4 separate regions of the Mus musculus genome follow, and all the other regions are linked to region 3. A link is a contact called in public HiChIP or PLAC-seq data. All regions are on one chromosome and are shown on one strand. Each heading gives the region's core, a stretch centred on a gene start, on an enhancer-like site or on the middle of the called end of the contact. The rest is flanking DNA. Distances are from core to core; before and after follow the strand shown. Region 1 overlaps Itpr2 (inositol 1,4,5-triphosphate receptor 2). Region 2 overlaps Itpr2 (inositol 1,4,5-triphosphate receptor 2). Region 3 overlaps LOC105247329 (a long non-coding RNA gene). Region 4 holds the start of Gm32914 (a long non-coding RNA gene).

Region 1 (6,264 bases), core at 2,476-4,975, 930 kb after region 3:
AGGCTGTCAGCTCTGCTTAGACTGTGCACTTATGGCCCCTGCATGGGTCAGACACATTAGAGGCTCCCAGCATCTAAGGATAGCTGCTAAGAATACAGCAGACAGGGCTGGAGGGATGGCTGACTGGGTAAGAGTACATATTTCCACAGGATCTGAGCTCAGTTCTCAGAGCCCATGATGCTCTCCCTCTTCCAGACTCTGAGGTCTGTACTCACTGCACAAACCCACATGCAGGCACATGAGATATGCATGAATGAGAACAACAGCAATGAAATGTTTGTTTGCTTTTTTAATAATATGACATACAAGGAAAAGCTGCAGGAAGACTTTTCCAAAGACATCCATGGAAATTTAGTTCAGTGCTGAGTCTCTCCCTTGTATGAGTAAGTACGCACAGCCACACATGCCCACCCCAGGTCCACCCATGAGTAGCCGTTCCACCTCGTCTTCAGTGGTGGCACATGGAGGGAAAGCTGAAGGCACTCCACCATTGTGAACTGTTCGAATATTTTTCTGTTCCCCAATTTGCGTGACCATTCCGACCTAGTGTCCTGCCTTAATATGAACTACACAATATGAACACCAGGTAAAATACGCAACTTTCCTGGCCTCAATGTAAACTGTGGCCTACGGTTAAAAACCATGACTTTGAAGCCACAAAAGATTAACCCTGCAACCAAGGGAGACACCAGGGGCACACAGAACAGTGAGCCAACACTTTAAGGGCTAGAAGTGCAGCTCACGGTAGGACACATGCCCATCACACATGAAGTGTTTGGTTCACTTCTCAGCAAAACAAGACAACAGCAAACAAATTAAATTTAAAAAAAAAAACCTCTACAAACATAGCCTGAGGCAGATTCTCTGCTCTGTCAATACAGATATTAGTTTGAAATCAAAATGAAAAGTGCTGAGTTGGTTGGTTAAAAGGCACCAGGGGTGGGGGTCAGAAAGGAACCCTGAGATTAGGAAAAGCATTTGTTTTGCCTCATGCACAGGAGCACTGACTGGGAAAACAATGTTTTCAAGTCAGCACTGTGATCCAAACCAAGTTAAATTCCATCAAGCTGGAACAATCTGGGCTCTGTGGTATATGCAGTATATACAGAGCAGGGTAAATCCCCATGGTTAACAACAACACTCAGCTAATGAGCCTGCTATGCCCAGTCATTCCTCATGCCTGCCACATGTAATACGGGTCATATTAAATTTCCTACAAAGACGTGTTCCTTTTTCGTCCCTAAGTTAGAACAACTGCCTTGTTAAGAATGTGTCACCAGAGGACAGACATCCAAGTCCCTAACAAATGAGTGGGAAAGAGGCCAATGCCCAGGCACTTTGCTTTGGGGGACCTTTGCCTAGAGAAGATGACTTCTCAGAAATGAGCCACCTTTATTCACGGGTATTTTTATTACAAGGCTAACCTCCTAATTAGGCTTATAAATCCTAAAATTTTCCTGGATATGACAAGTCTCTTCAGGGGCTTTAGGATGTAATCTGAATCTATTTCTAATTATAATTCATTAAAAATTGTGTGTTCTGTGAACGTTTTTAACTAGCTGGAGTCACTGATGGTATCTGCCAGACCGAACCTTCTGAAAACACATACAGCTCTGTGAGAGGTGCCATGGAAAAGTGCTTAGATATACACACTGACAGGTATGGGGAGAGGCAGCAGGGAGAGGAGCATTAATTAGAAAATGTGCTTGGGTGTCAGCCCATCAGAACCAGAACAGCTGGAGCTGGAGGAGGAAGACGTGGGCGGGAGCTGCACCTGCTCTCCAGCGCAAAGTCCTCAGAATAAATCCGCACACAGGATTCATGCCTGTGTGCGTGCATGTGAGTGAGTGTGTGTGAGTGTGTGTGTGTGCGCCTGCCTGTGTGTGTCTCTGTATATGTGTGTGTGGCTGTGTGTGTGTGTAGCTATGTGTGCCTCTGTGTGTGTGTGCCTCTGTGTGTATGTGTGCCTGTGTGTGTGTGTGTGTGTGTGTGTGTGTGTGTGTGTGTCTGTGTGTGCCTCTTGTGTATGTGTGGCTGTGTGTGTTTGTGTGGCTGTGTGCACCTCTGTGTTTTCAATGTTCTTCCTATTTAAAATCTCTACTGGGTTGGGGAAATAGCTCAGACAGTGGAGCACTCACTGTGTGTGTGTAGCTGTGTGTGTGTGTGTGTGTGTGTGTGTATGTAGCTGTGTGTGCCTCTGTTTGTATGTGTGTGTGTGTGTGCCTTTGTGTGTGTGTGTGCCTGTGTGTGCCTCTGTGTGTGTGTATGTGTGTGTGTGTGTGTGTGTGTGTGCAAGGGTGCATGTGTGTGCACATGCCTGTATGGAGACCAAACGACAACTTTGCCTGTATTTACTGACCCCACCTCTCTCACTAGCCTGGAATTGGGCCAGTAAGCCCCAGGGATCCTCCTATCTCTGCCTTGACAGGACTGGAATTAGAGGCACATGGCACAATGTCAAGGCTCTTCATATGGCTGTACAGATTGAGCTCAGGTCCCCTTGTGGGTGCTCCACTGACTGAGCTATTTCCCCAACCCAGTAGAGATTTTAAATAGGAAGAACATTGAAAGCACGGATACATGCTGCCTGTGTGACACTCCAACTCTACCACATGGATGCTCCTGCAATCCTCTACCTGAACAAAGCACCTGCTTCTTACGGTCACCCAAGAACAGGAGAGGAAGGCCTGACTAGTCATCTGGAAAGATAACACTGAGTCCATGCCACACAACCTGTAAGTAAGTGTATACTAGATGTCTCGAAGTCAGACTCCCCTACCCTCCCATTCTCTTGTTCCCTCCACCTCTCCCTCCCATCTCTTCCCCTTTCTTTATCTCACTCTCTGTGACCAGGAGGAACTCACAGTCTTTATGGCCCCAGTCTGCTGAGTGCAGAGGTTGCAGACATGGGCCACCACACTTACTTCCACAGAGCTCAAGGCTTTTAACAGTAACACCAGAAAGATACGGAAAAACCAAAACTATGAAAATCCTCTGAGGATGGAACAACACCGCAGAACGACAGACGCTATTCTGAAAATGGAATTGAACTTTAAAAAGAAATCAGTTTGGGCTAACGGCTTAGTAAAACGCATGCTTCATAGGGCGAGTAGCCGAGCTCCACAGTCCAGAACAAGCCAAGCGTGACAGCGTGCACTTGAAACCCAGCACTAGGGACACAGATGGAGAACCCAGGACTCACTAACCTACTTGGAAGATCCCAGACCCATGGAGAACCTCTCTAAAAGAAGGGTTGCCCTAAACACAACTGCACACACAGGAATGTGTGCAAACACCGACACAAACTAAGAAGCCCTGTTATTATTACCTACATTATAACACATTCTATATAACATATAGTATATAATATAATGTGCAATATGTGAATATGTATTCCTTATGCTAAAAAAATAAATTATTTCAAAGAAAATGTAAGAAAACTAGCTACCAAATAGTCAAAGAGCTCACTTCTTACTATGTAACGGTTGAACTCAAATTACCGGATATGACCTTTCATAGCAAAGGAAATACTGGTGGCTCAATCATATGGAAAAGTTCTTTTCCTCACACATGGCAGAGAAAAAGTGCATTAAAACTCTAGCAATATTTTTAAGATCAACAAACTCCAAACACAATGCTAAGGAGAAAGGCGTTCTCTGGCGTTGCTGGTGTGCTAACAACATCACAGGACAGCATTCGTCATGACTCAGAAGGTCCACTCCTAGCTGTTTACTTTCTTCCTTCACGTTAGAGATGACTGCAAACATTAGATGTTTAAAAATAGAGTGAGGTTGGTTATGGTCACACAAAAGAATGCAGAACCACGGGGATGTGTGTGCATTTGTTTCCCTGCATCGAGCTGCAAATATCACAGGCTGGAAGCCTTCTGCCATGTGCTTACAGGAATGGGTGAACTGAGGAACAATGTCTAACCAGGCACATCTACAGATCCCTGTCGCCTTAACCTTCCTCAGCACCCAGCAAGCGCTTACTGCTCACAGGGAGGGAAGGGCTGAGTGAGTAGGTCTGCTGTCTTCTTACCACGTATGTATCCAGTGCATACATGATGAAGATTTTGGATGACAGACAGGCTGAGCTAATGGTACTTTGAAAATACTTTAGAAACAGGTGTTTCACACATGCAAACTACACTTGATATTTGCATTTATAAGAAATGTGTTTACCACTTCACAAATGCATCAAAAGGCTTTATAACTATATGTCTGCCCAGGCTGTGCCATGTTTTACATATATATTATTCTCTATTCCCTTAAACATTATATTCTTAAATGTCTGAGCTGTGCCAAATCTCAGTGTTGCTGTGTATTTTTAAAGAAAGCCAAAGCCAAAATGATTGTGTATCTGAGCTGTAAAGTTTCACACGGGTCCCCGCAATGGCTGAACTTCATGGGAAGCCACACTTGTAGACTGCCTGATGTCTCAGGACACCTGACCTAATCAGAAGGATGTATTGACTGGGTTCAGAAACAGGCCAGTTTCCAAGAGAGATGGAGCCAACCCTGCCATGCTGTGGATGTCTCTCTGCTTTCCCGTTATACAGAAAGGAACTTTCAAATAGCTGGCCAGCTCAGTGTCCCGCCTCTGCCCTCCTCAGCCCCTTTCTGTCTGTGAAACCCCAACCTTCACTAGGTCATAGGAAGTTATTCTGTTTTATACTGTGTGTGGAGTGGGGGGTGTGAGGTGCCTAACCCTAGAATCACACACAAGTTAATTTGATCTTTAAACACAAATCTGTTGTCATATTGCCTTTTGAAACTAGCCAAGGCAATGTCTCCCGAGTCCACAGACTATGATAAATCAATGTGCACCCATTCAATGGTTACCATCACATTGTTAGCAAGATTTAGAAACACCTAGCAGTGCTCTTGGATGTATCCATGAGGGTGTTTCCAGAGACATTTGACCAAGGAAGGAAGAACCACCCTGCCTAAGGTGGCTCTGGCCCAACAGCTGGGGTCTCCACCTGAATAAAAACGAATGAGCTAAGCACCAGCATTCATGGCTCCCTGCTTCCTGTCTGTGGGTGCAAGGGAACAACCACCTCGGGCTCCTGTGGTCACAGCTAGACACATGTCACCACACTGTTCCCACCACAGTGGACTGTGTCTGTGAAACATCAGCCAAAGACATTCAGGGAGGGCTTCCTCCTTAAGTCATTTTGTAGAAATATTTATCTCAGTGACGAGAGAGTAACAAATACATTTATTATCCTGTTTATCAGAAACAAATTTCCAGGCCCTGATGACAAAAAAGTCAAAGTCCCTGCTTTCAGAGTCTCCATTTTGAACAAGAAGCAATCAGTAAAGAAGTGAGAAACAAGAGATTTCAAATAGAAGAAATCTTATGATATGAAGATAGGTTTACAGATGATTGAACTATATGACTGAATATGAACTATGAAGATATATACTGATATCACATGATGTAATATGGTATGCAATGATGGTGTGACATGATGTGATGATATGATAATATGGAAATATATGAATCTATGATATGATATGAAGATATGGTATGATTATAAGGCATGATGTGATATATGATGAGTGTGTGATATGAAATGATATGATATGCATATAGATGATATATATGGGCGATAATATAACATGGCATGATGATACATGTTACATGATGAAGCTATTACATAATTGAAGTTGTGATGGCATGGTATAATGGGATGTAATATGATAATATGACATGATGATATATAATATTGTGTGATGATATTTATGATTATATATATATAGATTTTATATGTGGCATGATGATAATAATATGGTGACATATGGTGATATATGTGATGGTATGTGATATATGATATAATATAATGTGATATTATAATAATATGAAATAGTATAATATATAGTAATATAATATGACATGATGCTATGATATGACATGATGATACAGGACAGAATAGGATAGTATACAATCTAATGAGGTGATACATGATGATACATATCAAAATATAGTGTGATATTATACAACAATATGAAATAGTATATGACATGATATATATGATGATATAATATGACATGATATATAAAACAATGAAGATATCATATATTATTAAATGATATGCTATAATGTGATATTATAAATAAATATGATATATAAATGAAATTATATATGATAATGCTGTAATGTAATACATGATGACATGATATGACAGGATGATGTATGATATGATGTGATGATATCGTTCTGTGATAATATGACCATGTCATGGAATATGATATTATA
Region 2 (6,469 bases), core at 1,671-4,170, 810 kb after region 3:
AAGAGACAGGGATAGCTGATCATAGACTTCCCATATCCAGAGCAGGGAACTAAATAGACATTTGACTCATGAAATACACAGTGTCAGGTATCTTGTTAGAGCAATATTTTTGTTATTGTGGCAGCTTCAAATAAACAGGAGTTAAAAGAAGGTTGTGTGGCTGTAGACATGGCTCAGAATTAAGAACACTTGCTGCTAGCTCTTCCAGAAGACTCTGGTTCAATTCCCAGCAATGGTGGCTCACAACTGTGTGTGACTCTAAACCTAGGGAATCCAATACCCTCTTCTAGCCTCCACAGGCACCAGGTATGCACATGGTGTATAGACATTCACACAGGCAAAACACCTGCACAAAGAAAGAAAGAAAGAAAGAAAGAAAGAAAGAAAGAAAGAAAGAAAGAAAGAGGAAGGAAGGAAGGAAGGAAGGAAGGAAGGAAGGAAGGAAGGAAGATAATTTTTAAAATATTGGAAAGAGAGAGTTCATCTTCTTCCTCATCAAAATAGGTTACTGACTTACATTTGACACTGGTTTATGGGTACTCTACCTAGCAAAAGCAAGCCATCTGCCTTGACTCCGCAGCTTTCCATGAGGAATACAGAGAGTTTCTTTAGCATTCCAGTGTTTGTGATGACTCTCGGGTCTCCATTAAAACACAAAATCTACAAATGTGTGGGGCAGCCCTACCCTGACACACTGTGTTTTGCAACAATCAATCAATACTTGTTTATCAAGTAGACAAAATATGCTCTGGGGACTTCATAGTGAACAAGTGGCTAAATATTTATTAACACTCAGGTTGTGCAGCTATACCTGGCTTTCTACAGGAGATCTGGGCATCCAAACTCTGTGAGCCATCAGGTTAGTTCCAATCTGATGAGTCATGCTTTGGGGAAACAGATAAACAAACAACAACAACACAACCTCTCCTCCTCCTCCTCCAACAACAACAACAAACAACAACATAACCTCTTTGTCACTCTAGAGACAGGTCTAACATTTTTCAAAGCTAGTCTCAGTGGAGTGTGGTAACTCATGCCTGTATCTAAACACATGGCAAGCTGAAGCAGGAGGATTGCTCTGAGTTCAACACCAGGCTGAGCTACAAAGTGAATTTTAGGCCAACCTGGGTTACTCAGTGAAACCCTGTCTCTCAAACAAACAAGTAACTGTAATAAAAAGCAAAAGCAATATAAATCACTAAAGCCAATCCTTAGCCATCAGGTGGGAATCTTTTTCTTTAATGTTTTGCATATTTCTATTAATTTCACATAATAAGCATATCTTATATTTACTGGGATGATGTCTTTAGAAATTCCTCTATACTTTTGAAGATCTCAGAAGTAAGAAGTTGGTCCTTTATAAAAGAAAATTCAATGTCAGTCATCTTGGAACTCAGCTTGGTCTCATGATGATTTGTCTGTGGCTTCCTGTCCAGCATGGCTGCTTCTTACTCTAGGCTCTCCCCAACCCTCTGCTTCCTGGGCAGGCTCATTAGACTCCTGCTTCCTACACCCAGGTCCAGATCAAGTCAACATCCATCCATAAATCCACTGGTCATCATTGGTCTTGCGTCTTTCTCATCTCTTGGTCCTTTAACTAGACCTTGAGATCTCTGAGGTAAAACAGCTTTACTAATCTTAGGGTCTCTCAGCCTAGCATTATGCCGACTGCACAGTGGTACCCAACAACACTTGTGAAACTGAGGGAGTTGAAATCACCTTGAAGAACCTTATTTTCCTCAGCAAACATGCTTGTGAGGAAGAAGTACATTCAAAATGTGGGGAGGAAAGAAGAACTCCCTCTAGGTTTAAAAATCTTGTTTATCTTGGGATTAAAAAAAAAAAAAACACTGACTACTTTGCCAGGACAATTCAGTTGGCATGGCCGGAACCATCCCTAGCATAAACAAATTCCACAGAAGCCTAGCAGTTAAAGCTCCAGTAGACGTGGATGGTGTCTCTCAGGGTGGTCATCTGAGCAACATCTCCCCTGAAACATCTTCCTTGAGTCACTGCACACCATCCTCATGATTGAAGGATGTTGTTCTCCAACATGGTAACCCACGTGTGTACGAGACAGTTGAGCCTGAGTTGCTTCCGAGAGCATGGTTGACACCTCACCATTCACTATGTCTGGAGGAGGAAAGCAACCTGCCTCTGCTGGCCCCTTGCCATGATGGCTCGGTGACTCTGAAGCAGATTGTAGTAGGGGTGGACAGTACAGCCCACGTTAACAGACGTCTGTCTGACCTGAATTTGCTGGGTGCTTTCACGATTGCCTTCCCTGGGTATCACTCACGATTGTTGAGTGGTTTCTCTGTTTTACAGTTACTCCTCTCCCCATTGTTACTGCTTAAGAATATCACGGGCAGATTCTTAAAGTACAACGCTCTTGTGTTTTTTCTTCATAGTCACCCCTTGTTTTGAGCATTCATTGAGTATTATGACTAGCCAAACGGTGACATACAATTTCTATCACTCTTCAACTTTCTTAACTGGGACAGTAGCAAAAAGAACATCATCTTTTCCCTATTCATACAGACCCCAGGTTGGTTTTATTCTATGCTTTATAGTATACGACTGTCGATCTTTTTTTTTTCAAAACGTTCTCAGATCTGTCTGCTGAAGTCCTTTCCAGTTGGAGCCTATCGTGTTGTCTGCCCCCATCACTCCAAGGCACTTACTAGGAGAACTTTGATTTACATTCGCCCTGTCTTTACACAGTTTTGAATTAAGCCTAAAGAACAGGTGCTTAGCCTGTTTGAAAAACTCCAGCATCAAGAACTGTCACCAGCACACAGCAGTTTTCTTCTGCACAATGTGGCCACGCATATCTGCCCACTCTGCCCATATATGCAGTGTGTGGTCAAGACTTAGAGGTTGTGGTGACTTTGATCAAGACTTTAACCTTAGTCATAAAGTTGTCATGAGCTGACTCACACAGACTGTAGTCATGTGACTCAGACTCATCATGGGGTTTTATGGTGCCCTATGTGTATGCTCTGCCTTCCCTAAGAAGCACCCACACTCTGGCATCCTAGGACTGAGCCTCCATCTTGCTACTATTATTGACTCAAAAATCTTTTTCAAGAGTGATGTTTACACTTGTTCCCAGTAACCAGGCTCTACATGGCCTAGGGATCTGTGTCTTCCAGCCTCATGTTTGTTATATCTGCTTCTTTTAGGGGCTGAAGGTCTTCACTGGGTTTTCATGGCTCTGTATGTCAAATGAAAGGTTGATATTAGATGATGTCCAGGTCTGTCTCCATCTTAAAGACTGTATTTCTCTTTACTGGGGCTCTGCCATGTAACCTCAGTGGTCTGAGCACAGGAGATAGTAACTGATCATTTTGTGATGGGTTCTTACCCTCAAGATCTGTGATCCTCTGTACTAAGAGCTCATCACCAAAGTAAGACCAGATCAAGGGGAGAGAAAGGCATCCCCACTTCTGCCCACATGATGGATGCATGCATTCGTTGCCGTTCTCCTGCTATGCAGTGACTTGCCTGCTCTACTGTTCACAATTCCCCCATCCCTGCTGTGCACTCAGAAACACAACAAGCTCAACTATGCCAGCTCAAACTGCAGCTAAGATGAAGGCTTTGATGCCCATGGGATCTGACAAAGACTGGAAAACGGTCAGTTGTTCTTGGGCTCCCATCTCTCCTCATTGTCTCCAGTTCCTCTGAGATTTGCTTACATAGCTGTTGCTGTTATGGTACCATCTCTCATGTCTCCCTCAGGATGGCAGTGACAGTATTCACCTTCTAACAACCACTCTTGGTCCAACAGTCAGGAACTGCTAATGCTCTGCTGACAGCATCTCACCAACCCTATGTGCCCCAGGGTCACTCCAAAGCTATTATTTGCTTATTTCTCTCATGTTTGCCTCCCACCCATTCTTCTACCCATTCCAAAGTTACTCTCCAGGTTGTACCTCATACCTGTAACAGATTGTTCTCAAGCAATTTGCTAAACCTGAACAATATTCAAAAACCCCACCCAATTCTTATGGAATTTCATGCTTCACTTCAAATTCCTGTCTTTGCTTTTGTAAAAGCTCATGCACTACCAGATTAATGATACCAATTTCATAGTCAATATCCTTCATTGTCCACCATTTCAGTATATTGTAGGCTGTGTGTTTCTAAGGATGAGATTATTAGTGTTATAAATGTACAGTATTATAGAATCAAAACATGTATTTTGTGGGTATGCTTACTACAAAACACCCAGACAAGACAGAAAGTAAAATATAATTGTGATCCTTTCATCAAAATACTTGCGCATCAGGCTCTCACTTACATAACTGCGATAACGCAGAATAAAGTATGTTTGATCACTCTAATTATGTGGAAGCAACATAATCCCCCCAGTAGTTACACATTCATGAAATTTCTGTAAAACAACATTTCTACTGGCCACGGTTTTCAGTCTACTCTACTTACTACCTCTACACTCTCAATGAATACAGAAAAAATATTCATTGAGAACTAAGCTTCTTTGTTTTGAAGCTCTAGAGACTTAAGGAATGCAATTTGAGAATTTTTTTGTGATTTTTTTTCCCCAGGCATCCATCTTTTGCAGAAAGACAAGCACTTGCCTTCATCACCGTCATCCCCGAATGGGTAGAAGAGAGCCACAGCCAGGTTGATGAACACAGCCAGGTTGAAGGAGATGCTCCCCCAGAGTGAGATGTGCCTGGAGAACCAGAACAGGGCGGGGTTGTCTAGGAAGCAACAAGAACAGGGGTGAGAATGGCCAGTATATGCTGCCGTCAACACAGGAGCCCTGCCGAGCTAACAGTATGGGCAATGCGATTGTGACTGGTCACAGAAGTGCGTCTGAAGAAACCGTGACTTACTTAGAAAGCATATTATAAGACCAGATGGTAAAGGCATTTTTCTTAGTTCCTTTTTTATCCTTCAAGAGTGTGAGCAAAGGTGATTCTACAGTAAATCCCTAGATTCTGGACCATGCAAATTAGGGGAACGTGGCAAATGGTTCACGGGCCCCACTCACTGGAGGACTGATAATACTGATGGGTAGGATGGTCTTATCCTCACGATGTAATTTCATAAAAGCCAGGAGGGCAGACTCAGGTATATATCTACTGGAAAGACTTTTACAGGTGCAGTTACCTGGAAACCGCAGTCTCAGCACTGCAGCTCAGCATGCATGGGAACCAGAGAGACATAATGGTTTCCCAGGCCTGCAGTCTCAGCATCCACTGAGAGGCTGAGGCAGAAGGATGCCTACAAGTTTGATAGCAACATGGGAGTCTGAGGCCAGCCTCGGTTATGCAGTGAGACCCCACTTTTTAAAAATGCTATAGTATTATCTACACTTTTAATTTGAATGTTTCTAATTATGTTCTGGTTTTGAAGCCACGGGAGAAAAGTCCACAGTAAGAAGTCAATAATTTGCTGAGTATTTCCAGAAAGGGAAAATGCCTGTCATCAGAAAGGAGTTAATAAATGTATCTACCAGTATTTAACAGAAACTCAGTTCTTTCCACATCTAAATAGCTGTGGAAATTTGTAATGCAAGTGGTTTAGAGGAGCTACATTATCAGCCTACATTGGACGCTTTGTGGCTCCTTTGGGTCTTGTCTACCATTCATCTTGTAATGTCTTGACATAGGATTGAAATACAGAATGGGATGGACATGGTGGTGTTTGTTCATAACCCTAGCATTTGGGAGGTGGAAGCGGGAAGACCAGTAGCTGAAGGTCAGCCTAAGCTACAGAGTGAGTTTGAAGCCACCCTGGGCTACATGAAACCCTATTTCAAACGAAACAACCTAAAAGACGAAAATGCTAGAGTTTGGGGCTGGAGAGATGGCTCAGCAGTTAGGACATGCACTGTTTTTGCAGAGGGCCCAGCTCAGTTCCCGGCACCCACATCAAGTAGGTGACCATTGCTGTAACTCCAAATCCAGGGCATATGACACCTTTCAGCCTTTGCAGGTACTATACGCATGTGTAAAAGACCACAATAAGCAAAGGCACATACACATAATTAAAAATCATAATTAAAAATTTAAAGACAAAATATCAGAGTCAGTAGGGTGAGGTTTATGACAGGGAAAATCGTGTACTTTTTGGATCTATGTCATACCTCTGTCTGGGCCCTCTGTTGTCTGGGATTGTGTCCCTCCTGAGTTCTCACTTTCCTCCTCTTGGGCAATACTCCACAGTGGAGGAGGCTGTGATGGGAATTTTACTGGGCAATCCCATGATCGTGAACTGTAGACACCTGTGCTGTTCCCACTCCTCTCTATCTACAAGTCCACAGAATCACTGAGACAATATCCTTGTGATCAACTGCTTCTAAGACTTAAAATACCATGCCCACTGGTAATTATTTTAAGTTTTATTTTTGTAATAAATAGGTAAACAAATAAATAAAATGTTTGCCACAAAACACAGATCCTAGAGTTTCAGTCTGTTAGTCAATTGATTTTTT
Region 3 (6,633 bases), core at 1,369-3,868:
TTCCTAATCCTTTCAAACAGTTGCACTAATTGGGGACCAAGTAACTATCTGAGTCTATGGGGCCATTCTCATTCAAACCACCACACCTAGCATCCTCTTGGCTCTCAGATTAAACCTCATCATACTGTTATAATTTTAAATTGCATTTTGTGTGTGTGTGTGTGTGTGCGTGTGCGTGTGCTTGGTTAGGGTTAGGGTTAGGGTTAGGGTTAGGGTTAGGGTTAGATGTGCCTAGGCTAGATGTGGAGATTAGAGGATAATTTGTGAGAGTCAGGTCTCTCTCCAGGGAACCCAGTCATCAGGCTTGGAAACAGGCCTTCCTTTATCTGGTGAGTCATCTTCCACTTTGAATATATTAACGCAGACCACATCAGATAGCATATGAAACCTATCATGGTCTCCCTGTTTTGCTATAGCCCATCTACCCGACTTCCCCACAATTTTGTTTGGTTAATGTATTGATTTATTACTATCTTTTGTTTCATGGCTATAAAAGTTCACTTTGGCTCAGAATATACTATCTTTCATTTATTTGGAACTGTACTTTTAGTCACACTAGACTTATAAAGTCTGATGAAGAATTCTAAGATAAAAATGCAATCGTGTAGCTAAGTCATAATGTCAGCATTCTTTTAAAAGAGTTTGAAATGACACATGCGTGTGTGTGTGTGTGAGAGAGAGGGAGAGAGAGAGAGAGAGAGAGAGAGAGAGAGAGAGAGAGAGAGAGAGAGAGAGAGAGAGAGAGAGAGAGAGAGAACTGACTACAGCTACCAGCAGAGGCCAGCAGAGGGTTAGAGGGTTATTCTCTTGGAGCTGGAGTTGATAGCAGCTGTGAGCCCTGTGAATGGGGCATGGCTGCTGGGAACCAAACTCTAGTTCTCCACAGGAGGAGGGCACACTTTTAGTAGGTGTGCCGGCTGCCTTTCCAGTCCCAGCTGTCAACAGCTTACTCTGTTGTTTTTAACCTGAATGATAAAGCTGAGTCCACTTCCTGTCTCTTCTCCTTCTTTCTCTTCTTCCTCTTCCCCAGAGTCAACACTGTATTGAGCTTGTTTATATTTCTTCTAACCCATAGCTTACAAGTCAATAATAAGTAGTTGTATTTTATGTACCTGGAAGTAGCATTATGCGTACCTGCCCTTCACTGCCCTAGCTACTTAACAGTTGCTGTGTGTAAGTCTGGTTCAGTTGCTTCAGTGACAATATTGCCTCCTCGAACATTCTACGCTGTGCTCATATGTTGCCCGTCAGTGGCAAATGAAGCTGCTTTTATTATTTATTTCTCCATATCTATTCAAAATATAATAAGCTAGTACTGGGGCTTAGATCTGGAAGGAGCTAAGTTGACACAACGTTTTGAAATGTCTTCGCATTCCCTACTTTTCTCTTAAATGTTTAACCTTGGCATGATCACATACCAGACACAGGAAGCCTGAGTGCAGACGACCAAGTGAAAGAGAGCATTTCAACATGGCTTCTCTCGGGCTCTCCACTCCTTCCCGCGCCGTTAGGTCAAGAGAAGCATCATCAGGTTCATCACTATTTCCAGGTGCTAGGAAAATTTTAAATGTTGCATTGAAATATGCATTTTTATAATACTTTCTTGGGCCCACATCACAAAATGTCAGCATAATAGAGATGTTTTAACAGCCCAGAAGTAGTGTTTTTCTCGCACACACAAGGCCCTGGGTTCAACCACTAAGAAAATAAAACCAACCAAAAAACAAGCACAGTGCTTGACTCTTTCCGTCCTTTGGATTTTGTTGTTTAACGCTGGTGTCGTTCCACCATTGCTGATTCTCATGGTGGAACAGCCCACTATCAACTCTCCTGTGCTTAAACGAATGTTCTCTACTCTGCAGAAAGCAAGTCTCAGGTGCAGAGAGGCACATCTGTATGTGTACATGTGCATACACACACACACACACACACACACACACACACTCTCTCTCTCTCTCTCTCACATACACACTCGTTCATACAGGCTCACATTCACACATACACACTCACATACACACACACTCATACAGTCACACATGCACACACACAGTCCCATATATACTCATACACACTCATGCACACTCACATAGACACACACCTCACATACACATACACTCACACAGTTATGCAGTCACACACACACTCACATATATACTCATACCACTCATACACACACAGTCACATACACACACTTACACTCACATACACATACACTCACACATATTCTCACACACAAACACACTCACATACTCTCGAGCATTCACACACTACTTGTCTGTATTGCTGCTCCAACAGGGATGGGAATGAGTCACAGTGATTGATTGGTTTATGGTGGTGATGAGTCACTAGGACCAAACATTCTTCAAAGCTCTTGGCTGATGAGAGATGACATTTTGGAAAATGGGAAGAAGACCATGGTGTCTTACTGTCTCCCCATGGAAGGTGTTTACCAGCTGCCTGGAGGGCTATTTTTATCCCTGCACATCCTGCTCATGAGGCTTCACACACCCACTCGCATGCCACCCCCACGACATGCAGATTCCTGTTATTCATCCTTCAAGTCCACACCAGGAAGCTTTTACTCAAGCATGACTGTGCAGGCTGTCACTGAGCACAGCGCTAGCTTCCATCCTCGGCGCTGCGGTCTCACACTTGGTGATTGATGTGTGCTAGGCACCAGGATTAGTGCTTTCATTTCTTGTTTTCTTTAATCCTCTAGACACCACCCAGGGCAGTGAGTGAGCTCACTGTGCGCTTAGACAGACAGAAAAGGACTCACAAGCCTCCTCATCCTCTCTACTCTGAGGTTCAGTGGGTCCAGATGGCCTCCAAGTATGGCCGAGTGGACCATGCAGGTAACCAGGCCCTGCATGATGCACCCACTCTCCTTGGTATGTTTTGTTTTGGGGTGTGTGTGTGTGTGTGTGTGTGTGTGTGTGTGTGTGTTGTTTGTTTGGATGATAGAGTCTCATTCTGTAAGCCATGCTGGCCTTGACTGGAGATCCTCCTGTCTTGGCCTCCCTACTACTGGAGTGACAGGTGTGGGCCACTAAGCCTCGATTGTCATGTTCAAACTCCTCCACTGTCCCCACACTCTCTTGCTTCCTGCCTTGCTGTCATGGTAACAGAGTGGTTACAGGTAAAGTTGACACCAGAGCAAAGACGTGGAGAGACAGACAGGTTCTAGAGATGCAGGTACCTCATGTTATGAGCAGTCCTTTAGTCTGGGAGCAAGAACTTGGTGACCTCTGGGCACTCCTCTGTGGTTTGTCAGAGTTTTAGAGGAACAGGGCAGGGAGAATGCATACACACACTGTGACTGTGTAAACATATATACACATACTTACATCCATGAGAATTCACCAGATTGACTGACTTGATAGGGCTGGATAGCCCAATGGCTGTCTCTACACTGCAGAGGCTAAGGACCCTAAGCTGGAGGCTTCAGCAGTACTCACCTGCTGTGGAGGGACTAGAAGTTTCCTGGAAGCTGCTTGTCTTTGACTTGTGTTGAAATGCTGAAGAAATGGGTCTGATGTCAGCAGAGGAGACACACTCTGGAGACCAGGTGGGCAGCCCACTGCATCTTGCTTCTGGCTAACAAGCGGTTCTCCTGTGGTAGCTACTGGATACTCTTGGCTCAACTTTTTCATCTGCAAAGTTAGAAAAATATGTTTTCTTAAATCATTGTGAAGACAAAAACATCCATATGGTGTGCTGAATATGCTAGAGGCAAATGCCCCCTCCCCCACTCTCTCATGTCCACCAACCCCCCTACTTGCTTATGCCCACCAAATGTCCCCTCCCCCACTCTCTCATGTCCACTAACATATTGTATCTCTTCCCATTTGTCTCTTTGAAAACACTTGAAGAGGCCAGTTAACTAAAATTTTTAAGCATTTAACTTTGTCATTTATTGGTGATATTTAAATACCCAGAGAATAACATGCACCTTGCAGCTAAGCCAGAGAAATAAATCAAGGCTGGTATGTACAAACCCCATGTAAATTCTCTGTGGGACAGGAGAGTTTTCGTTCACCACGGCTCTCAGGTCACAACCTTAGACCAACGTGGGGTTTATCACTCACGCTTCCCACAGATGGCTCTTATACAATCCCAAGACATACTTCCCTCCAAATTATTACATTGGCATAGCAGAAGATGAACTCAAGTCTGTAGGATCTCAATGGAAAGAACAAATCTCAGAGCCATGGGCTCTGTGTGTTTGGGAACTTGAGAGAACTTTGCTGGTATACAGGGCTCTTGTAGCCAGAATCTAACTCTGGCCTGGAAGAAGAGCATCCAGGCTTGCGACAGACCTTGCCTCTCAGTTTCTTACCTGCACCCTGACATCGAGTCATCAGGGTGTGCCAGCAATCATCTGTCAGACTTTCCTTGGAAGGCCCCTTTTGCAATGTCAGGCCTTGACCAGTGTTAAGTTCTGCCTTGACAGCTGGGAAACCTGGGGGAGCTCCGACTGGCCTAGCTGCAATCCCCCAGCACCCACCCTCCTGCTCTCACACAGAGCCCCCAGCTCCAGCAGACCTCTTCACTGAAAGGACCAGACCTAGCACATGCCTGTCTCTCAGGAGTTACTTAAGCAGAGCAGTCACATACATGGGTAAAGACTGGGCTCAGCTCCCCTTCTCCATACCACGAAGCCGGTCCTCCACAGTTCCCTGTTCCTGAGTCAAGCAGCCATATGGACCCCATAGAGGTGTGATGCATCCTTCCTCCTTGGGCTGTGGGTCCATATGGTAAATTGAGGCTGATCTCATCTGTCTAGCATTCACTTTTCCATGTTCATAAGCCCTCCCCTACAGGGAGGCTATGACCCTTGCACCTGTAGGGAGAGCAGGAGGAGCCATTTGATGCAGAGCTGGCCCACGGGTGCTGCCTAGCAACATCTTCGGGTCTAAGGGAGGAGTCGGGGGTACCACCTCTACAGTGATTCCATTGGAATACATTTAAACATTCCGTTTGAGTCTCCAGATCCTCAGACGTAAGTGCAGTCCTCACCCTTCATCAAGGAGACGTCTCTTTGCAACCGATGGAGACCTTTGCAGAAAACCACACTTATCAAATACAGGAAACAAGAGATCTTGTGGAGCCCAGTCGAAACAGGTATACCAGCAATAAAACTCGTGCATATCAGGGTTGGGGGTACTGCGGAAGAGAGGGGGACAGGCTGTGAGAGACAGGAATGCGGAGTGTGCCCTGAGAATGTCTCTTAGGGATGTCAGAAGCTAAGCCCATGAGAGCTCACGGCATTTTGCTAAACATAACTCACGTGGAATGAGAAAGCGAGCTGTCCTCTAACCTCTTCCGTGGGGTCCAGACACACACACACACACACACACACACACACACACACACACACACGCATAAATACACACACACCCAACCCCCCCATACACACACATGCATACATACACACACACACGCACGCACACACACGCACATGAACACACACACAAAAACACATGAACACACACACACACATACATACACACACCCACATACACACACGCACACACATACACACACATGAATACATAAACACACATGTACACGCATACACACATGCATACATACATACACACACGTACACACACAGGCATCCCACACATATTTTATCACTTTTAATTAAAATTCAATTAATTTCATGTATGTATCTGTGTGTGAGCCTTCTTGTCTGTGTATGCTCTGTGCAAGCAGTGCCCTTGGAGACCGAAAGGCTGCTTCAGGTTCCTCTGGAACTGAGTTAGACTATTGCAAGCTGGATGTGGGTCCTGAGGGGTAAACCTGGCTCCTCTGAGAAAGAAGCAAGTATCTTAACTACTGAGTTATCTCTCCAGCCACCGGGATACATTTAAAAAACACATTAACACTGAAAAATGTGACTGGCCCCCGTATCGGTCCTCTATTGTGGCATGACACAGCAAAGGTCCTCGTACTCTCTGACACCTGATCTCCAGTAGTACCCACCCATTGACAGTAGTGATGATGCCCCAACAGATAGATTTTAGAGCATCGCTTGGTGTGGAGCCTACAGCAAACGCCAGCGTGGCACGGAGCTGGGAACCACTTCTGTCTCCTGGACTCTGCTGGAATGTGTTTGGTATAGCCACCATGGACTGAGTTCTGGCTGTAGGGCACTATGGTAAGGGTTTCCCTTGTTTTCATTTATTGAATCTTCACAGTGTTCTAAGCAGCTTGGGAGGAGAAACAGTGTACTTAGCTCACACATCCAGGTCATGGTGTACTACTGAGTGAAGTCAGGACAGAAACTCAGGCAGGAATCTGGAGGCAGAAATGGAAGCAGAGACCATGGAGAAAGGAAGATGGCGTCGGACGTGAATCAGCATAACTATGAGCAGCCACAGGTAGTTATGATATCATAAAGGTTAGAATATTGGAATAATTTGTCTAATCTAGGTGAGCAGCTTTTATCATTATCCAAGTATTGTATAGGCATCTTGTGTATTGAGAATTTATTGATATATAAATCTGGTTGGCTAACTATAAGCATTGAGTCTTGTTTTTATCGGGTTACTGGATATTGTGTAATCAAACCTCGAGGATGGCAAATCTATTTAGTTATTGGAATTTGGGACAGAGCCGGAGGGACCC
Region 4 (6,522 bases), core at 1,184-3,683, 640 kb after region 3:
AAAAACACGGGGCTTCCTTTCCATGCTAGCAGGGTTGCAGTGGTGGGTCTAGGCTCCCTGGCTTACCTCCTGCTTAAAGGGAATTCATTCTGGAATCACGTCAGGGATAGTACATTTACCAAGCGTGTTGTGGACAGGACAGTGTCTCTGTGAGTCCAGATCCATATGTAAAACCTTGAACTCCCACATGGCAATATTTGAAGCCCTTAAAAGAGGGCTCTAAGGCTAAACGAGATTGATAAGGAGGTTTCTAATCCAGTTCGGCTGGTCTCCATGGATCTGGGCACACAGCCAAGCAGCATGGTGTTGAGAGGTTGCTTTCTGCATACCACCCCTGGTGGTGGATCTCACTCTCTGGCTGTGGGCTTCCACAGTGGGAAAATACGTTTCTATTGTTGGAAGTACCCGTTGGGAGGATTCATCATAGCAGCCCTAGCTGGCTAACACAGGAGTGAGTGTTCTTCAAGCCACAGGACAGCTAGGGGTTACTGATGGGAACTGAGTCACTTCTGATAGGTGGGGTGGAAAAGGGAGGGAAAGTGACAGTCCCTGGGCCATCTCCAGCTGCCAGCTCTGTTTGGAGGCGGAGAGCAGGGGTAGCAGATGGGAGTGTGGTGAGTGCCTTCTGCAGGTGAGTCACAGGGTATCTGGGCACACAACCCACTATCAGCAAGCACACAGCCATCTTCCAGCCTCTACTTACCATGAGAGCCATGTGAGGCCAGGTGAAGGCATGCCAGACTCACAGCATGTCTATTGTCTTTGCCCTCTGAGGCCTTTGCTCTCTCTCCCTCTGTGGGCTTCTGAAGTTTTTATAGCCATAGTCACCATCAAAGGGTGCTGGCTGGGGGCTTATTTCACTTCTGCTAGTTCCCCATCTCTGCCTCTTTGGGGTGATATGACTTCATGCCTTTTCTATGCATACTCATTATAAGGATTTTCCCATTTGCAAGACACTTAGAACCTTTTCCCGGTGAGGCTTGGGACCCCTGCCTTGTAGTTCAAGGACTCTGAGATGGCATAGAAGCCTGGCCACTTGGGTTGTCTGCAGTGTTGTTGGGCATACTCCTGGCTGTCCTTTCTGTTCACAGCAGCACTCCTTGGTCAGGATGCTTGCCCTGGAAACCTCTCAGGTGCCAACTAGGAACCCTCCCTTCTGCTCTGAGAGGCTGGTGCTTTCAGCATGCCTTGGGGAGGGCAGTGGCTGTCATCTCCCATGGGATGCCTGAGGGCTCTGTGGGTCCTTATCCTTTTCCTTCTCCATTCTCCTCCCAGTAAAGAAAACAGGGTTCTCTCACTATTCCCTCTCTTTGTTTTGTTTATTTTGCTTTATTTCATTCCTTCAAAGGTGGTTTTTAGTTGTGGATAAAATGTAATGTCAACAACAGTTTACCAAAGCTTATGCCTGCCTGCACCTCCCGCTGTTCCCTCTCTGCTCGGCTGGGCACCGCAGCTGCAGGAGACTGGACCCGCTTCCCAGCTCCCAGCATGGGACACGGACACACACACACACACACACACACACACACACACACACGCTCCAAAGCACAAGGAGGAGCGTTGACCTCTTAGGAGATGTCCCCAGAGCCAAAGAGACAGTCGTGGAGTATTATTTCTGTCTCTTCTCACCTTCATCTCTCACCTGTTCCGAACCAGCCATTTGGAATGAGCAGGCTAAAACAGAAATCAACGATTTGTATTATTTTATGCTAGACTATCATTAAGACAGAAGCTTGCTTGCCACCCCAAGGAACTGAGGGTATCAAGCACAAGGCAGTGAACGTTTTTAGAACTATAGCTCCTGTATGGTCACATGGCTTTTTATACTCAGATTTCAGAGAAACGGGCGACATTTCCCACACACACAGGCCAACATCCCGATTCAGCCAGCCACAGAGCACTGCAGGGTGGATGCGTTCCAGTTCACTGGGGTTTGGAACAGCAGCTCTCATCCCCGGAGAAGGGATTCTCTGTGGAGGCTGAACTAGCAGTGTTCAAGCGTGGCTTGTGGCTGGCACGTAGGCCATCGGGGATCATCTGTGCTCCATCCTGCCAGACCAGGGCAATCCTGGGGAGGGCAGGGATTTACTGCCCACACGGGAGCAACAAGAAGCCATTTCTCTCACTCAGCTTCTCGGGCTCCTTTTGTCTGCAAGGACTGCCATTGCCCCAACCAGTTCAGTATCTAACTTATCATGTCTGCATTCTTCCCTAGCAGTCCAGGCCTGTCTGCTACCAGGAACAGGTGCCAAATCGGAGTATGGAATTTTCCCGGCAGGCCTCAGGGACTGCCTGCTGCCAAGGCAACTGTGGTTGGGTCGGGAATACTATCAAACCACAGATCTGGAAAAGGAAGGCCAGGCCACCCTTTCGGCTTGAGTCAGCTCAGGTACAGGCTGTCCCTTGAGGAAAGGCTCCCCTATGCCAAACACAGACAAGGACTGCAAACAAGGTTGGTTCCCACTGGGCAGCTTCCCAGAACTAGGCCAATTCAGGCCCTGTAAGGACAAAGGAGAGAGGCTTTTCTGGGAAGGCCACAGCAGGCTCTGCCCAGTAGGAGCAGCAAAAGCCACATCATTTCTAGGGAAGCCCCAGACACCTGTGTTAATGAGTGTCTGAGGTGAGATGGAGACCTTTGTGGGTGCCAGGAAGAAAAAGAAGCAGAGCTGTGTTGTGTATAGATGTAGTCCTGGAATCAGGACAGCAAGAACAAAGCCAGTGACATCCCAGAGCTGAGGTCAGAAGTCCAAGCTGCTGTGGCCCAGTGTATCGCAAGCACGAGGACCCAAGTTCAGTCTCCCAGAACTCACGTTGAAAAGCTGGGTGTGGTGGCACACACTTGTAATCCCAGAGATGCGGAGGCAGAAGGAGGTGGATCCCTGGGGCTCACTCTCCAGCTAGCCCAGCCTAACCAGTGGACTCAGACTCATGAGAGCCCCAATCTCAAACAATAGCAACAGCAAGTAAAAGCCCTAAGGTGCGCAGCACCTGGGAAATGCCAGCTGAGTTCTGATTCAATGCAGGTGTACAAATGCGTGGTCATTTCTATACAGTGCATGGTTACACATGGCCCACACATGCATGGTCACCCCCTCCCTCCATATATGTATATGTACATCCCTATACAGTGTACTCCCTCTCCCCCTTTCCTCCCCTGCCTCTGTTTGTCTCCCAGCCAAATAGGTAGACATGGAGAAGCAAGTGTTTTGTTTTTTTTTTTCTTTTCTGTGGTGTATATGATATATGTACATGAGTGTGTAGGTTCGTGTACCCTGTGCACCATCAGGTGTCTTCCTCTATTGCTCTTAACCTTATCCCCTTAAGATAGAGTCTCTCACTGGACCAGAAGACCATATTTTTAGCTAGGCTGACTGGCCAGCGGCCAGCAAGCTCTCAGAGTTGACCCATCTCCACCTTTCTGATACCAGTGCTACAAGGCACAGTGCAGTCACATCCAGATCCTCACAAGGGTGCTGCGATTTGAACTCACGTCACTGTGCTTGAAGAGCAAGTGCTCTTACCCACTGAGCCACCATCTCCAAGCCCAGGAGAAGAAGCAAGTTCTTTGGAGCCTGTCAGGAACAGGTCGACACTGCCAGCATTACCCACTAGGGCTCAAGTCTTCTTATCCTGTGGAAGGAGCCCCACCCACAGCCAATATGGTGGGCAGCACAACTGGACAGGTGGGAGACTTGTAACTAGCTTTCTTTTCTCTTCCTGGGCCCTGAGAACTTGGCTGTGATTCTAAGACCACTTCCAAGGTGGTGAGGCCATTGAGGGGCCATCAGCTTGGGAACAGGAAGGTCCACCAACCCCTGCTGTGGCTTTGATTGTTAGAGGTGTTACTTAGCCTGGCTTCACACTCTCTTCTGATGCTTTTCCTCATTTTTTTTTTTTTTGTACATTTCTTTAATAGGATTAAGAGGTTTCTGACTTAAAGCCTAAAATTGCTCTTAGGATGAAAGGCAGATTCTGTGGCTGTACGGGCAGCACGGTGTCAAACCCCCTTCTGCTGGCAATGATGAGGTTTCCTCTCTAGTCACCACGGAAAGGTAGAGGACGATGTACCTGGCCAATAACTTTTGCGCTATTCTTTGGTGTTATTTTATTTCCCTAATGGATAAAAGTGTTGATCCTTTTTCTTTTTTTCTTCAAATGTCTCTCTTTGGTTTATATGCCTCCTTCTGAGAGCTGTTAGTCTGTTTACTGGTGGGAATATTTGGAGGTTTGGGGTTCTTTATACGCCTAGGGATGAGCCTCTTGTCAGACACACAGTCGGCAAGGAATGTTCTCTGTGTCTAGCTGTCTGGACACTCCCCGTTATTTCCTTTCCTGTGCAGAGGGTTTTGAATTTCATGCAACCCCACATGTCAGTTTTGTGTGGCCTGAGTCATTTTCGGAAAGCTGGAATGGCTGCCCTGTACCTTCCTCTGGCGGTTTCAGAGTTTAGGGTCTTCCAGCGAGTGCTGTGCAGAACAAGAGACGTGGATCTGGCTTTCTACCCTTTGAAGGACCTGGCCTTTTTGTTTTGGGGTTTTTGTTTGTATGTTTTTAAACACCTTTGTCGTTTTGAGGCAGGGTGTCAGCCAGCAGCTCAGGTGACTGTGACCTTGTGTCAGAACCCTTCCTTTGATCATCTGACTCTACTTCCCCAGTGCTGGGATACAGGTCATGACCACTCCCAGATATGACTTTTTTTTTCAGTTTTTTTAATTAATTATTTTATTTATTTATATCCCAAATGCTGCCCTGCTCCCAGTCTCTGCTTGCAGAGTTTTTCCCTCTCTCCCTCCCTTTTCACCTCTGAAAGAGTGACCCTTCTCTCAGTGGGAGAGGATGTGCCCAATCTTGTAAAAACTTGCTTTTTTTTTTTTTCATAGAAAAATTTAAAGGCTCTAAGAGACCAGGCTCACCTGTCACTTGTGGCTCTGGCTGTGAGGCTGAGACTCCATCAGAAGAGGTATAAACATTTCCATATGTCTGATGAAAAGATTCCTGGCCTATAGAAAAATGGAAACAGAGAAATTATTGGCCTGTGTGTTCGAGGGTTCCTTCATGGCCACACATGTACATGGGAAATCTGGCTACTGCAAACAGAAAACAGAAAGGGCAGAATTTTTGGGTCTAAAAAAAACACTTGACAGGGACACTTATGGAGAAGATATTTTCAGAGAACATTTGAAATTTTAAAAAGCTGACTAAAGGCATAGGTGAAGCTAAGTAAAACACAGGTGCTGGCTTTTATCACTTAATTCAACAAGAATTCTTGATTTGAGGTCAAAGAGAAGGAGCTAGGAGTCTACTTCCTGCCCAGATAGCATTGATAAACTAGATTTAGATCTGGGGCCCATTGGCCTATGATGCTGAAACTTTAGCTTCATGACCATATGTGGTCCCCATTTCACGAGTGCGTGAAGCATGTGGTCAGTGAGAGACGATACTTTCAACTCAAGACAGTGGGACAAGAAAACCTGTCACGTAACTCTGAGTAAACAGGGTATGCCAAGTAGAAACCTGGAAGGAAAACAGGGAAAGCTGTTAGGGTTTGCTGTACAGAGCTCATGCTCATAGGTTCAAATCCTCAGTTCCCATTTGGTGGTGCTGCTACTGGAGGGTGTTAGCCTTTAGGAGGTGGGACCTCACAGGTCACAGCCCCCAACCCTGTCAGCATCACTCTATACTTCCTAGTTCTTGAGATATGAGCAGGTGGTAGCAAGCTCCCACTGACCAGAGACACCAGAGAGTGATAGTAGAGAATTTGGATCTGTACCTGCTATAGAAAACTGGGAACAGTGTTAGGATTCCATCTCGGAAATACCATGACCAAAAGCAACTTGAGGAGGAAAGGGTTAGTTTCAGATCACAGTGCTCACTGAGGGAAGTCAGGATTAGAACTCGAGGCAGGAATCTGGAGGCAGGAACTGAAGCAGAGGAGTACCGTTTACTGGCTTTCTCCTATGGCCTGCCTGGCCTGCTTTTGTATAGCATTCAGGACCACCTCCCAGGGGTCCTGTCCACTGTGAGATGAACCCTCCCACATCCATCAATAACCAAAATAAAAACCCCACAGGCTTGCCTACAGGCCAGTCTTATGGAGGTGTATTCTCAGGTAAGACTCCCTTTTCCCAGATAGTATAGGTTTGTGGCAACGTGACAAGAAGCACCAGCCAACACAAGAGGGTTTCAACAGAGAAGTGACTTGCATTTGAGTTATATTTGGAAAGAAAATCATGCTCTGTTGGGTGGATTATGCAAGTGGGACAATAAAGCAGGAAAAGTAGCGGGCCATCTGATGACCGCAGTCATGGGACTAGGGTGGCAAGAGTGTTCAGGAACAGAAGTGGAAAATTCTGGAACACACTTCCTCAGTTTGTTCATATGCCTTTGCTGTTACCCCATCTATCTCTTTAAGGATCTTCATTTCAAAGCATGCACATTGCTGTGCTTGTCTTTGGAGTGGGAGGCACCATAGAGAAGGACGATACACGGAGTTACTGCAGGAAAGGAGTGTCTATTCAGGCT

The links. HiChIP or PLAC-seq counts read pairs in DNA pulled down with a chosen protein or histone mark.
Region 1: a contact with region 3 is called in an HNF4G HiChIP or PLAC-seq map of pancreatic cancer cells. The contact joins two enhancer-like sites. A contact is called at or near these places in 3 of 39 promoter capture datasets (the C10 cell line, cranial neural crest and frontonasal cranial neural crest), 1 of 15 datasets of contacts at CTCF or cohesin (large pre-B cells), 4 of 484 Hi-C or Micro-C datasets (the HL-1 cell line, bone marrow-derived macrophages, embryonic stem cells and 1 more), 1 of 115 datasets of contacts at active chromatin or transcription factors (pancreatic cancer cells) and 1 of 9 other capture datasets (embryonic stem cells).
Region 2: a FOXA1 HiChIP or PLAC-seq map of pancreatic cancer cells shows a contact between it and region 3. The contact joins two enhancer-like sites. A contact is called at or near these places in 2 of 39 promoter capture datasets (cranial neural crest and second pharyngeal arch cranial neural crest) and 1 of 115 datasets of contacts at active chromatin or transcription factors (pancreatic cancer cells).
Region 4: an HNF4G HiChIP or PLAC-seq map of pancreatic cancer cells shows a contact between it and region 3. The contact joins two enhancer-like sites.

The regions. Positions count from the first base shown.
Region 1 is chr6:146,301,131-146,307,394 of GRCm38.p6, forward strand. All of the region lies in intron 34 of Itpr2 (inositol 1,4,5-triphosphate receptor 2), which reads right to left. Among named protein-coding and RNA genes, the nearest start is that of Gm35596, 85 kb to the left of the region's middle. Within about 2 kb of position 3,726, at least 8 of the 459 cell types and tissues checked have an H3K27ac peak or open chromatin away from gene starts, as enhancers often do. A contact at or near this core is called in the HL-1 cell line and pancreatic cancer cells, where this site is marked.
Region 2 is chr6:146,182,836-146,189,304 of GRCm38.p6, forward strand. Itpr2 (inositol 1,4,5-triphosphate receptor 2) reads right to left here. Exons shown (of 57, transcript NM_019923.4): 48 at 4,605-4,730. It overlaps Gm35768 (a long non-coding RNA gene), which reads left to right. Exons shown (of 5, transcript XR_003956373.1): 5 at 4,572-6,431. Among named protein-coding and RNA genes, the nearest start is that of Gm35707, 11 kb to the right of the region's middle. Within about 2 kb of position 2,921, at least 44 of the 459 cell types and tissues checked have an H3K27ac peak or open chromatin away from gene starts, as enhancers often do. A contact at or near this core is called in pancreatic cancer cells, where this site is marked.
Region 3 is chr6:145,371,458-145,378,090 of GRCm38.p6, forward strand. It overlaps LOC105247329 (a long non-coding RNA gene), which reads right to left. Exons shown (of 4, transcript XR_001785414.2): 2 at 5,020-5,166; 3 at 3,459-3,653. Among named protein-coding and RNA genes, the nearest start is that of Gm38926, 26 kb to the left of the region's middle. Within about 2 kb of position 2,619, at least 93 of the 459 cell types and tissues checked have an H3K27ac peak or open chromatin away from gene starts, as enhancers often do. A contact at or near this core is called in the HL-1 cell line and pancreatic cancer cells, where this site is marked.
Region 4 is chr6:146,008,233-146,014,754 of GRCm38.p6, forward strand. All of the region lies in intron 2 of Gm32838 (a long non-coding RNA gene), which reads left to right. It overlaps Gm32914 (a long non-coding RNA gene), which reads right to left and starts at 5,872. Exons shown (of 4, transcript XR_869600.1): 1 at 4,914-5,872. Within about 2 kb of position 2,434, at least 102 of the 459 cell types and tissues checked have an H3K27ac peak or open chromatin away from gene starts, as enhancers often do. A contact at or near this core is called in pancreatic cancer cells, where this site is marked.